Regions from separate parts of the Oryctolagus cuniculus genome. Here region 1 is linked to region 2. Evidence: chromatin contacts called from public Micro-C data. All regions are on one chromosome and are shown on one strand. The core of a region is the stretch at or near the end of the contact, and the rest is flanking DNA. Distances in the headings are between cores, read along the strand shown.

Region 1 (5,284 bases), core at 1,581-4,080, 1.3 Mb after region 2:
TTTTAATTGGTTATTTATGTCTCAAGTTAATGTGGTTATTGATAAAGATGGATTAATACTATCATCCTTGTAATTGTTTATTACTCACCAATTTTTTTCTTGTTTCTGCTCCTCCTTCTTTCTTTTGTCCTCTTTGAATTAAATTTAGCAATTGGTTTAATTCCATTTTCTCTAACTTAAAATTATCAATTTTATGTTTTAAAAATAGTGATTGTCCTAGAGATTATAATACATATTTTTTGACTACCCAAGTCTACCATCAAATAAGGCTATATTGCTTCTCATGTTGGATTTGTTTATTTGAAAGTCAGAGCAACAGGGTGAGAGAAAATAGGGAAAGAGAGAGAGAGAGAAAGAGAGGGAGAGAAAGAGATTGTGGGAGAGAGAAAGAAAGAGTGAGAGAGTGAGCTTCTGTCCACTGGTTCACTCCCTAAATGTCCACAAAAGTTAGAACTGAATGAGGCCAAAGCCAGGAGCTTAGAACTCCACTCAGGTCACCCATTTGTGTACCACTTGCACAGCAGGGATACAGGTTCTTGAACCATCTTCTGCTGCTTTTCAGAGTATGCATTAGCAGGAAGCTGGATGGAAAGGGGAGGTATGACTTGGTCTAGGGCACTCTGCAATGGGATTTGGGTGTCTCAAGCAGTGGCTTAACCACTGAACACATTTCAGACTTTTTGAGTCATGTAGTTAATTCTAAGCTAATGTACAACTCTATAGAGCTCTCTGATTGCTCCTAATCAGCATTTTCCATGGTTCCCTTCCCAATATTTCTCCAATGTTAACATATTTGCTGCCAATAAAAACAACTTCCAATGTCAAATGAATTAAATGATACATGTCTCTTGGCACATCAGGAAACAGTCATAATAAATGTTCTAAGAAGCTTGACATTTAATAGATCTCAGAATCATTTTCTAATTCTATTTTATCTTATTGTGATAACCTTATCAGCATCTTAGAAATTGTTGTTTCACAGAAAATATTTTGAGGGAGATGAAACTTTTTTTTTTTTCCTCACCCTGTCCATCTCTTTCCTAATGTGTATTTGCCTTCTAGGTTACATACTTTTCATTATTAGAAATCAGTGCTCTCATTCTTCTCCTCTTTCTACTCTCTCAACCCTCAATCTCAATTTTTTTCTCACTGCCTAGGACATGCAGAGCACAAAGCACCCTGCAAACATTTCAATGTCGTTGATTGACATTTAGATCAAACTTAATGTTGTCTTTTCAAAACCCTGGCATCTCTGCCCGGAACCTTGCATCACTGAGGTTTTTTTTTTTTCTATTTTCTTTTCATTACTTATTCTTTCTCTCTCTCTTTAAAAGTAACTTCGCTGAACCCTGTAGTTTAAATATCTTGTAGCTCACTTCTTTCTTGTCTAAAAGCTGGATAGCTTGTGAGTTTTGGTTTAGTTTCTGAAAATTGGGCCACTGATGAGGAAGCAATTCCTGACAGCAGCATGCAGCTCTCTGTCATTTTCTCTGACGACTTTGCCCACATTTGAGTGTCCTTTAGCAAAATGACTGGAATAAGTGGTGCATTTTCCAGAACACTTTCTTCTATCTTGTGCATCAGCAGAAAATCACAGCAGTGGTCTCGGTGGACAATGGTAAAAACAAGACAGAAACTGCTATTATAAATGCGAAAAGTCAATTTGAATGTCAGCAGCTGAGGTAAGGGAGGCACTCTGAAAGGAGCTGTAGTCTGTCTTGCTCATGCTTAAAGCCTCATAGGCCAGCCACGTTTAAGCATATTAGAGGAAGTGATTTCCATTGTACTTGGCTCCGGGGATTCTTGGCTTCCTATGGGGACCATGTCCTTGTGGCTGGGAGTATACACTGCCCTCAAATACAAAGTTCATTGAGCAAAAGTTAATTACTAAAACCAATCTGGGAAGTGTCATTTGCTTTTAGAGATTGTTTGCTCGTGAATCTACAAGCATGAGCCTGTTATTCATGGAAACCTTGAAAGGGATTGATTTTAAACAACTTGTTATTTGGGATAATCTCTCTTTCTCTATAGATATTCTCTAACAAATCCACATATTTTTTCTAAACAGTTTTACAGATGTTGATGTACTAATAAAAATTATTTAATTAAAGGGTACAATTTTGAATAACTTGGTACATCTCAGAGTTTAAATATGCTAAAAAGATTGTAAATTTCCAAGGAGGACATATAATATATAGTTTGTATAACAACGAAAAGACATTTGATCATGGATTCTTGTATTTTTAATTTAATTTCAAAAAGTATATGCACTTACAGTACAAATTCAAACAATGTTGCATAATATAAGAGAAAAAGTAAAATTCTTCCTAAATTATTGCTTGTCTTGTAAACAAACCCTTCTTCCCAGAAATAACTTCAGTTAAAAATGTGGTGTGTTTCCCTTCCAAGTTTTGTTTCTGTTTTAGATACTGACAAAGTGCCCTCGCAAGGGATCTTTTTGCCAGTTCTCCCAGTAGTAGCATAACATAGTACTTGTTTTCCTTTGTACTTGTGGAGTCAGACATCATCAATTGCTTACAGTTTTTGAGGAATCTTATATATAGAAAAACTTCTTTCATATGGCAATTCTAAATTAGTTAATGATTTTTTACAGTGAAACATTATGGTGAACATAAATATCTATCCATAAAGGAATAGTTAATTAAATTATAGATACATTTGTGCTTTGCAGTGATTAAAAAAACATACAGGGGCCGGTGCTGTGGTGCAGCCATTTAAACCGCCACCTGCAGCGCCAGCATCTCATGTGGGCGCCAGTTGGAGACCCAGTTGCTCCACTTCCAATCCAGTTCTCTGCTATGGCCTGGGACAGTAATAGAAGATGGCCCATGTCCTTGGGCCCCTGCACCTGCATTAGAGACCTGGAAGAAGATCCTGGTTCCTGGCTTCATTTCTGCAGAGCTCCTGCCGTTGAGGCCAGTTGGGGAGTGAATCAGCGGATGGAAGACCTCTTTCTCTCTGCCTCTCCTTCTGTCTCTGTGTAACTCTGACTTTCAAATAAAAGAAAAATCTCAAAAAAAAAAAAATACAAAATTTAAATGTGCAGAGATAAAATGACCTCAAGGAAAAAGATTCCTGTGACCCACTATAAAAGAAAAAAAGCAAAAAGCAAATTATTTTCTCTTAGAAAAATCAGAGCAATGATCTTCAAAACAAATTCATGAATCTCAGTTGCATGCAGTATGCTTACATGCATATTCATTAGTAGACAAAAGCCCAGTGTATATATCTCATATTTTAAAAAGTGAATTCTTTTGTAGAGGAAATCGAATTTATGATTTTTGGATGATTAAGTACACCTTCTATAATTGAACTAATGCAAAAACATCAATATTACATTTAACTGCTCTCCTACTTTTAGTGTCTCTGTTACCAAATAAGTTATATCTAACAGTCTTAACCTTAACACTTCTTGGTCTATAAATTGCTTTTGTTATGATGATTGGAATTATTACAGAAGCCTGAGTAATACTGCCCAACCCTATGGAAATTCAGAATTTGGGGTTCTAATTCATGGATATTCTGCACTAAAGAGAGCATGTATTCACGCTTTGCATTCAATTTTCTACAAAACTCTAAAATTTTTGAAACAAGAAGTTGAAGAATCAAGACTCATGGTTCAAAATATAGGATTATTCAGTAAGTGCATTCACAATTTTGTCATCTCAGTAAAGATTATGGAAAATCCTCATTTCCACTTACATTTTCTTTAAAGCTTGAGACTTTTATTTTCACTTATGTTCACTTAAAAAACTTATTTAATCTTCACAAAAGTACTTTAGAGTTATACATTGAGCAACTGAGTTCTAGAAAATTGTCTTTGTTCACAGCAATGATTGGTAAAGTAAATATTTAAACACAGTTATTTACCTGCTATTTATCTCTTTATCTATTTCATTGAATATTTGTCTATACATCTGTAAAACTGCAGTTCCCACATGCATTGACTGATTCTGTTATCTCCTACTTTTGTCCTTGGAAAATGCTACATCTGACTTTTGTCCATGGAACGTGTAAACATTTTTAATCAATTTTTCAGTCCGTATTTATTGATTTAAAGTAAGAATGATTGGGACTGGCGCTGTGGCACAGCGGGTTAAAGCCCTGGCCTGAAACACCAGTCTCCCATACGGGCACCAGTTCTAAACCTGGCTGGTCCTCTTCCGATCCAGCTCTCTTCTATGGCCTGGGAAAGCAGTGGAAGATAACCCAAGTCCTTGGGCCCCTGCACCCACATGGGAGACCTGGAGGAGGCTCCTGGCTCCTGGCTTTGGATTGGCTCAGCTTCAGCTGTTGCGGCTATCTGGGGAGTGAACCATCGGATGGAAGACCTCTCTCTCTGTCTCTCCCTCTCTCTGTAATTCTGTCTTTCAAATAAATAAAATAAATCTTCAAAAAAAAGAAAAAAGGACTCATTCACTATTTTCACCTGTGGCCTGGCTTCCCCTTTTCAGTAGAATGTTTTGGAGATTCTTCCATATTCTTTTTTTTTTTTTTTTTTTTTTTTTTGACAGGCAGTTAGACAGTGAGGGAGAGACACAGAGAAAGGTCTTTCTTCTGTTGGTTCACCACCCCCAAATGGCCACTATGGCTGGCACGCTGCACCGATCCAAGGCCAGGAGCCAGGTGCTTCCTCCTGGTCTCCCATGCGGGTGCAGGGCCCAAGCACTTGGGCCATCCTCCACTGCCTTCCCAGGCTACAGCAGAGAGCTGGACTGGAAGAGGAGCAACTGGGACAGAATCCGGTGCCCCAACCAGGACTAGGACCCGGAGTGCCAGCGCTGCAGGTGGAGGATTAGCCTAGTGAGCTTCGGTGCCGGCCTCATCGATAATCTTTCATGTATTTATAGTTTATTTCTTTTAATTAAATAGGATTCTACTATATGACTATAACGTACTTCGATCTAATACTTCAGATCAGTGCAGCTCTGGCTGTTGTGGCCATCTGGGAAGTGAACCAGCGGATGGAAGACCTCTCTCTGTCTCTACCTCTTTCTGTAGCTCTTTCTTTCAAATAAATAAAATAAATCTTTTTTTTTTTTTAAGTAAGAATGATTACATAGGGGCCGGTATTATGGCATAGGAGGGTGAAGCTACCACCTGTGACAACAGCATCTTGGATGGCCACCCATTCATATACTGACTGCTCCACTTCTTATCCAACTCCCTGTAATCACCTAGGAAAAGAAGAAGATGGTACTAGTTTTTGGTCCTCTGCCACTCACTTAGGAGACCCAGAAGAAGCTCCTGGCTCCTGGCTTTT
Region 2 (4,964 bases), core at 1,996-4,495:
AAGTTTAACATTTGTTCTATCTGGTCAGATTTTCTTAAGTTGATATTTTTAAGTACTTTCTTTTTAAAATTTGTAATAAAAGTTTACAACTTGCAAAAATAGGAAATTTTGTTATTTGTAATGATATGAATGAACCTAGTTGAGAGTATGTAAAATGAAGTCAGGTACAGAGAGATAAATACCATGGGATTTCACCTATATGCTTATGCAGAAGCTAAAAAAAAAGTCAAACTCATGGAAGCAGAGAGTAGAAGACCGGCTACTGGAGGTAATGATGGGGATGGAGAAGGAGGGAAAGAGTGGGTGGAAAAGGGGAGTTGCTGGTCAACAGGTTCAAGGGTTTCTATTAGATAGGAGGAATAAGTTCTGGTGTTTTACTGCACAAGATAAATATAGTTAATAATATGTATTCACATTTCAAAATAGCTATAAGAGGGTATTTTAAATATTCTCATAACAAATACATGATAAATATTTTAGGTGATAGATATGCTAATTACCCAGATTTGATCATTCTGTAATATACACATATATGTGAACATTACATTGTACCACATTTATTATTTGTGAATCAAAAATTGACAATTATTATTTGTGAATCAAAAATTGATTTTAAAAATTGAAATAAAAATGTTTTTGCTCTCAAAGAGTTATCTCTAATTCTCATCCATACCAAATTAGTATCTATTTATAAGCACATTTTATATATGTGAATATTTCACTTCTGTCTTACCTTAATTATTTATTCAATAATTTTAAAATCTTCATTAGCTGCTTCTAGCACATCAGCATGTCTTCTTTGAAGGAACCAGCCCACACTTGGATGCATAAGATTCCCTTTGCTTTCCCATCTTAACACAAGTGTATGGTTGTGTGCACCTGAGGCTGTACACCCCTTTGTAGTCCCAGATCACATTGTGGGTTGTGATTTGAATGTTTTTTTACACAAGTGCCAAAATGTGCTTCTGCCTGGGTGGAATCTGGAAACAGAAATATAGGCATACATTTCTATTCTTATGTGTACTCTTGGGGGATCTAAGGAAAGAGGGCAGCAAGGGAGGGTTAGAGAATCTGCATCTTAATACATAAAAATCTTCGATCCCAAGCAGTTCTAGCCTTGGGACACTGAAGGGAGTTGGCCCAGAGTAGCCCCATCTCCCAGAAAGGAATGGAAGATGCTATCAAAACAGGCTGTACCTTGTTTTTTTTTTTTTTTTCCAATAATTATAACTTCCCTCCTTGTTAAGAGCTGAGTGAACCTTGTCCAGCAATAGTAAAGAAAGGTCTCATTTCAGGTGTGTGGTTTCTTTAAGATAAGAGCATGGCAGCTTTAGGTAACTGGGCTTTTTCTTCCTTTGAGCTTTCCCAAGCTCTTCTCTGCCTTTAAAAATCCCGTCAAAAATGACCTCCTTCCCACACAAACTGACCTTATAAGGGATTCCCTCATTTTTCTGTCCCTTGGACAAAGCACATACTACTTCCATGCATATTCTACAATTAGCATTGGATTGTATACCAGTTATTTCACATGTAAATGCTATTTCATATATGCAATTCAGTTCCCTGAGAGCAAATAATCCTTATCAGTTATTGATTGTCACAAGAATTCATACATTTAAAAACACTTCTACATTTAAAAACACTTGGAGTTATAGCCTGTATCCCAAGTCATCCCTTCTGAAGTGCCCTAAGGGTTTCTACTAATGGTTTTTAGGAGGTTTTTGAACTAAATGTATGATATTGATTGGGAGAGATAATGTACTTGTGAACTAATGTATTCATTCAGTTATTCATTCAAAGACTTCTATTGTGCACTAATTGTACAAGGTACACTTAGTGGGTGGCATAAAGTAGAATTAGAGCTTGCTTTTGCTTTCCAGGAGTATAGTAATTATCATTTATTCTCACAAACATCTGTTTCTTCTAATTTTGTAGGGGTGAGGTGGGCATGTGGTAGGGGTGAATTTACTGCCTGCTTGTGTTGGGAGCAGGGTGTACTGGTAGCTCTGGCTAATCAGTTGTGGAAAAGGTCATGTGTGTTATTTCCAGAGTCACAGGTGTGTCACATTCACTGGTGGTGTGAGACCCTCCAGACCTCTTTTTTATATGAATGGTGATCAACAAAGTGTGAGAAAGTAGCTTCTCTATGAGTTTGTCCCCTGAGTGAGAACCATTAGTAGACCCTCAGCTAATGGACAAGCTGAAGGACTCCATGTGTAAAGCATTCATGAAGACTCCAATGGAAGAAGCAGCAATGGAGCTGGGCTCAGTTTAGGGGGAAAAAGTAGTAATTCAAAGAAAAGTATTCCAGAAACAATTTGAGTCTCTGTCTTGAAGGAGAGTTAATATTCTTATAATGTTGGTAGAGAGTAATTCAGAATGAATCACAGTTTCACTACTACTACCACCACTCTGCTACTAATTGCATGTGCTTACCATCTGTTTGGTTATGTGCTAAGTGGTTAGGCTGAACTATCACCATCAACCTTGGCAGTGCCCCCAGGAGGCAGGGGCTATCTGCATCCCAACTGATTCTGCAGGTGAGGAAGCAGAGGCATCAGGATGTTAATTAACAAGGTCCTATAGCCAGTGGACATCACTGCAGAAACTCAAATCATAGCCTGACCCCAGAGTCCATGCTCTCAGCTATGGGACTGCTCTGCTTCTAAGGCAGGCATCATTGTAGTTGTTGGATGCAGGGGGGAGTCCGGAGCTCTATGTTTTCAGGACTCAGTTTATCTGATGATGCAGTTCTACCCATTGCTGCAGAGTAGGAAGCGAGCCTTTTTCAGGGTGGTGAGCCATACTGGAAGAAGAACCAAGCCAGCTACAAAAGGAATGCATGGAGCCATTAGGGGGCGCCGTTTGCCTTCAGACTACAAGCTTCTGGTTGGTTCTGGTTTTCCAGGATCCTCCTGAGGTCTTTGAATTTGAGAAGGGATTGCAGGAAACAGAGCTCCAACTCCAGAAGTCACAACAACTGAGTTCCATGTCACCAATCCTCTCTGCCCTGGCTCTCCCCACCAGTTTTAATGCTCTTTCCTCTCCCATCTACGGGTTTTAGATATGAAATTTCCACGAGATATTTGACCCTTCAGTTGGGGTTTTAAAAGCCAGCCAGAAGTAGTTTCCAGCTGCAATTTTTGAACAGACTCCAGCTAGACAGATGTAACTCCTCATCTGGGCCTCCTCATTTACCCCAGAATAACTCACCACCATCACTTTCGCCTCCATAACTTGGCATATGCTCTTCTCTGCTGATCTGATTCATACTTGCATATCAAATGCAGCTCTCAACTTTGAGCTCTGCAGGCTGTCTCATTGCTGGCCCAAACAATTTCCTACCTTTCAAACAGACCCTAAGCTCCTTCAGGGCAGGCATTGTGTTTTCTGCTTCGGTCATAGTGCTTCATGCTTTCCTGGGGATGTGTCAGGGGCTCAGTAAAGGCATTGCTGTCTCAAGCTTACTTTTTTTTTTTTTTTTTTTTTTTTTTGACAGGCAGAGTGGACAGTGAGAGAGAGAGACAGAGAGAGAAAGGTCTTCCTTTGCCGTTGGTTCACCCTCCAATGGCCGCCGCTGCAGCCGGCGCACCGCGCTGATCCGATGGCAGGAGCCAGGATCCAGGTGCTTTTCCTGGTCTCCCATGGGGTGCAGGGCCCAAGCACCTGGGTCATCCTCCACTACACTCCCTGGCCACAGCAGAGAGCTGGCCTGGAAGAGGGGCAACCGGGACAGAATCTGGCGCCCCAACCGGGACTAGAACCCGGTGTGCCGGCGCCGCAAGGTGGAGGATTAGCCTATTGAGCCACGGTGCCGGCCTTCAAGCTTACTTTATTTTCATCCTTTCTGATGTCCTTTTCTGTGCCCCCCTTAGAATACCATGACATCTGTATTGTCTTATCCGAACCCCTGTTCCTTTCAGAACCATGTTTTTTGAAGACTTAAATCAGTCCTCATTTCAAATCATGGCTCCATAATGTTCTAGCCGAGACATCTTGGATAAGTCACATACCCTCAGTTCCTTCATCTGATAAATGAGAATAAAGTGGTGGCAACTGTATTTTAGTATGTGAGGATTAATGATACATAAAACATCCAGCAACTGACACATATTAGATTCTTTATGGATCAAATTCTGGGCTTTCCCTCTATTTTGTTTTCAAGCCTCATTGGCAACAACCTGGTTGTTCCTTATCTTTGAAATCTACCTCCCTCTGCTCCTGCTAAGTTCCTTGCTTTGCTTGTCTGAACCCAGTGTCTTAGTTCCCTGGGAAGCAGGCCTGAAGTGTGTTTCTTCGGAAGGCTGTGACCCAGAGGCAAACACCTTCCTGTGGCCCAGCTCCAGCCATGTGCAGTCCCATCATTCCTGCACACTTGGAAATGTTATCAAGTTGCAGAGAATTTGGTAGCACTAATCAAACATTTGCTGTGCACCACCTGGAACTGGTGTGTACTTTAAGATAATGTCTGGCTTCAGATTGGATGCTGGTGATTAGAGCAGTAAATTAGCCCCACTTCGTGGTTGCAGGTTTTCTTGGCCCACTTATTGCATCGGAGCAGATTTCAGTGTGCAGATGTTTTTCAGCTTCCCTTTTCATCTCCAAGGAGAACAATTACAATATCCTGATGTTCTCCTGCCATCCAATTATTCCCATTTTGCCTCTGCATTTAGCTCATTGATAATAAAAGGCAGGAGAAGCCTGAAATCCCCCTGTGCATCTTTGCTTGAAGGTGCTGTCATGCTGGTGACCTGTGTGTGGTTTGCAGCTGAGTGGTCACACTGAAGTCAGAGGGAGCCTTCACTTAATTGAGGGCAATTGGCCCTTTGGGTTCACATCCACATGCCTGTCTCTCTGCAATGCTCACACAGGAACACACCCTCCTGGGTCTTCAGGTTCCTGTGGTTTTCCACTTGCAATAAAAGATGCAAGACAGGTCAACATAGGGCAATACAAGGGGGCAG

Evidence for each region. Hi-C and Micro-C count contacts between places; a contact is called where the count stands out from the background.
Region 1: a contact with region 2 is called in a Micro-C map of ear pinna, with 5 times the contacts expected there. The contact joins two enhancer-like sites. A contact is called at or near these places in 4 of 6 Hi-C or Micro-C datasets (ear pinna, embryonic fibroblasts, skin fibroblasts and 1 more).

What each region holds. Positions count from the first base shown.
Region 1 is chr10:33,250,066-33,255,349 of mOryCun1.1, forward strand. No RefSeq gene overlaps it. Among named protein-coding and RNA genes, the nearest start is that of SETBP1, 530 kb to the left of the region's middle. Within about 2 kb of position 2,831, at least 1 of the 8 cell types and tissues checked has an H3K27ac peak or open chromatin away from gene starts, as enhancers often do. A contact at or near this core is called in ear pinna, where this site is marked.
Region 2 is chr10:31,976,571-31,981,534 of mOryCun1.1, forward strand. The region is part of intron 2 of LOC108177141 (urea transporter 2); the gene reads right to left. The region is part of intron 3 of LOC138844028 (a long non-coding RNA gene); the gene reads left to right. Among named protein-coding and RNA genes, the nearest start is that of SLC14A2, 250 kb to the left of the region's middle. Within about 2 kb of position 3,246, at least 1 of the 8 cell types and tissues checked has an H3K27ac peak or open chromatin away from gene starts, as enhancers often do. A contact at or near this core is called in ear pinna, where this site is marked.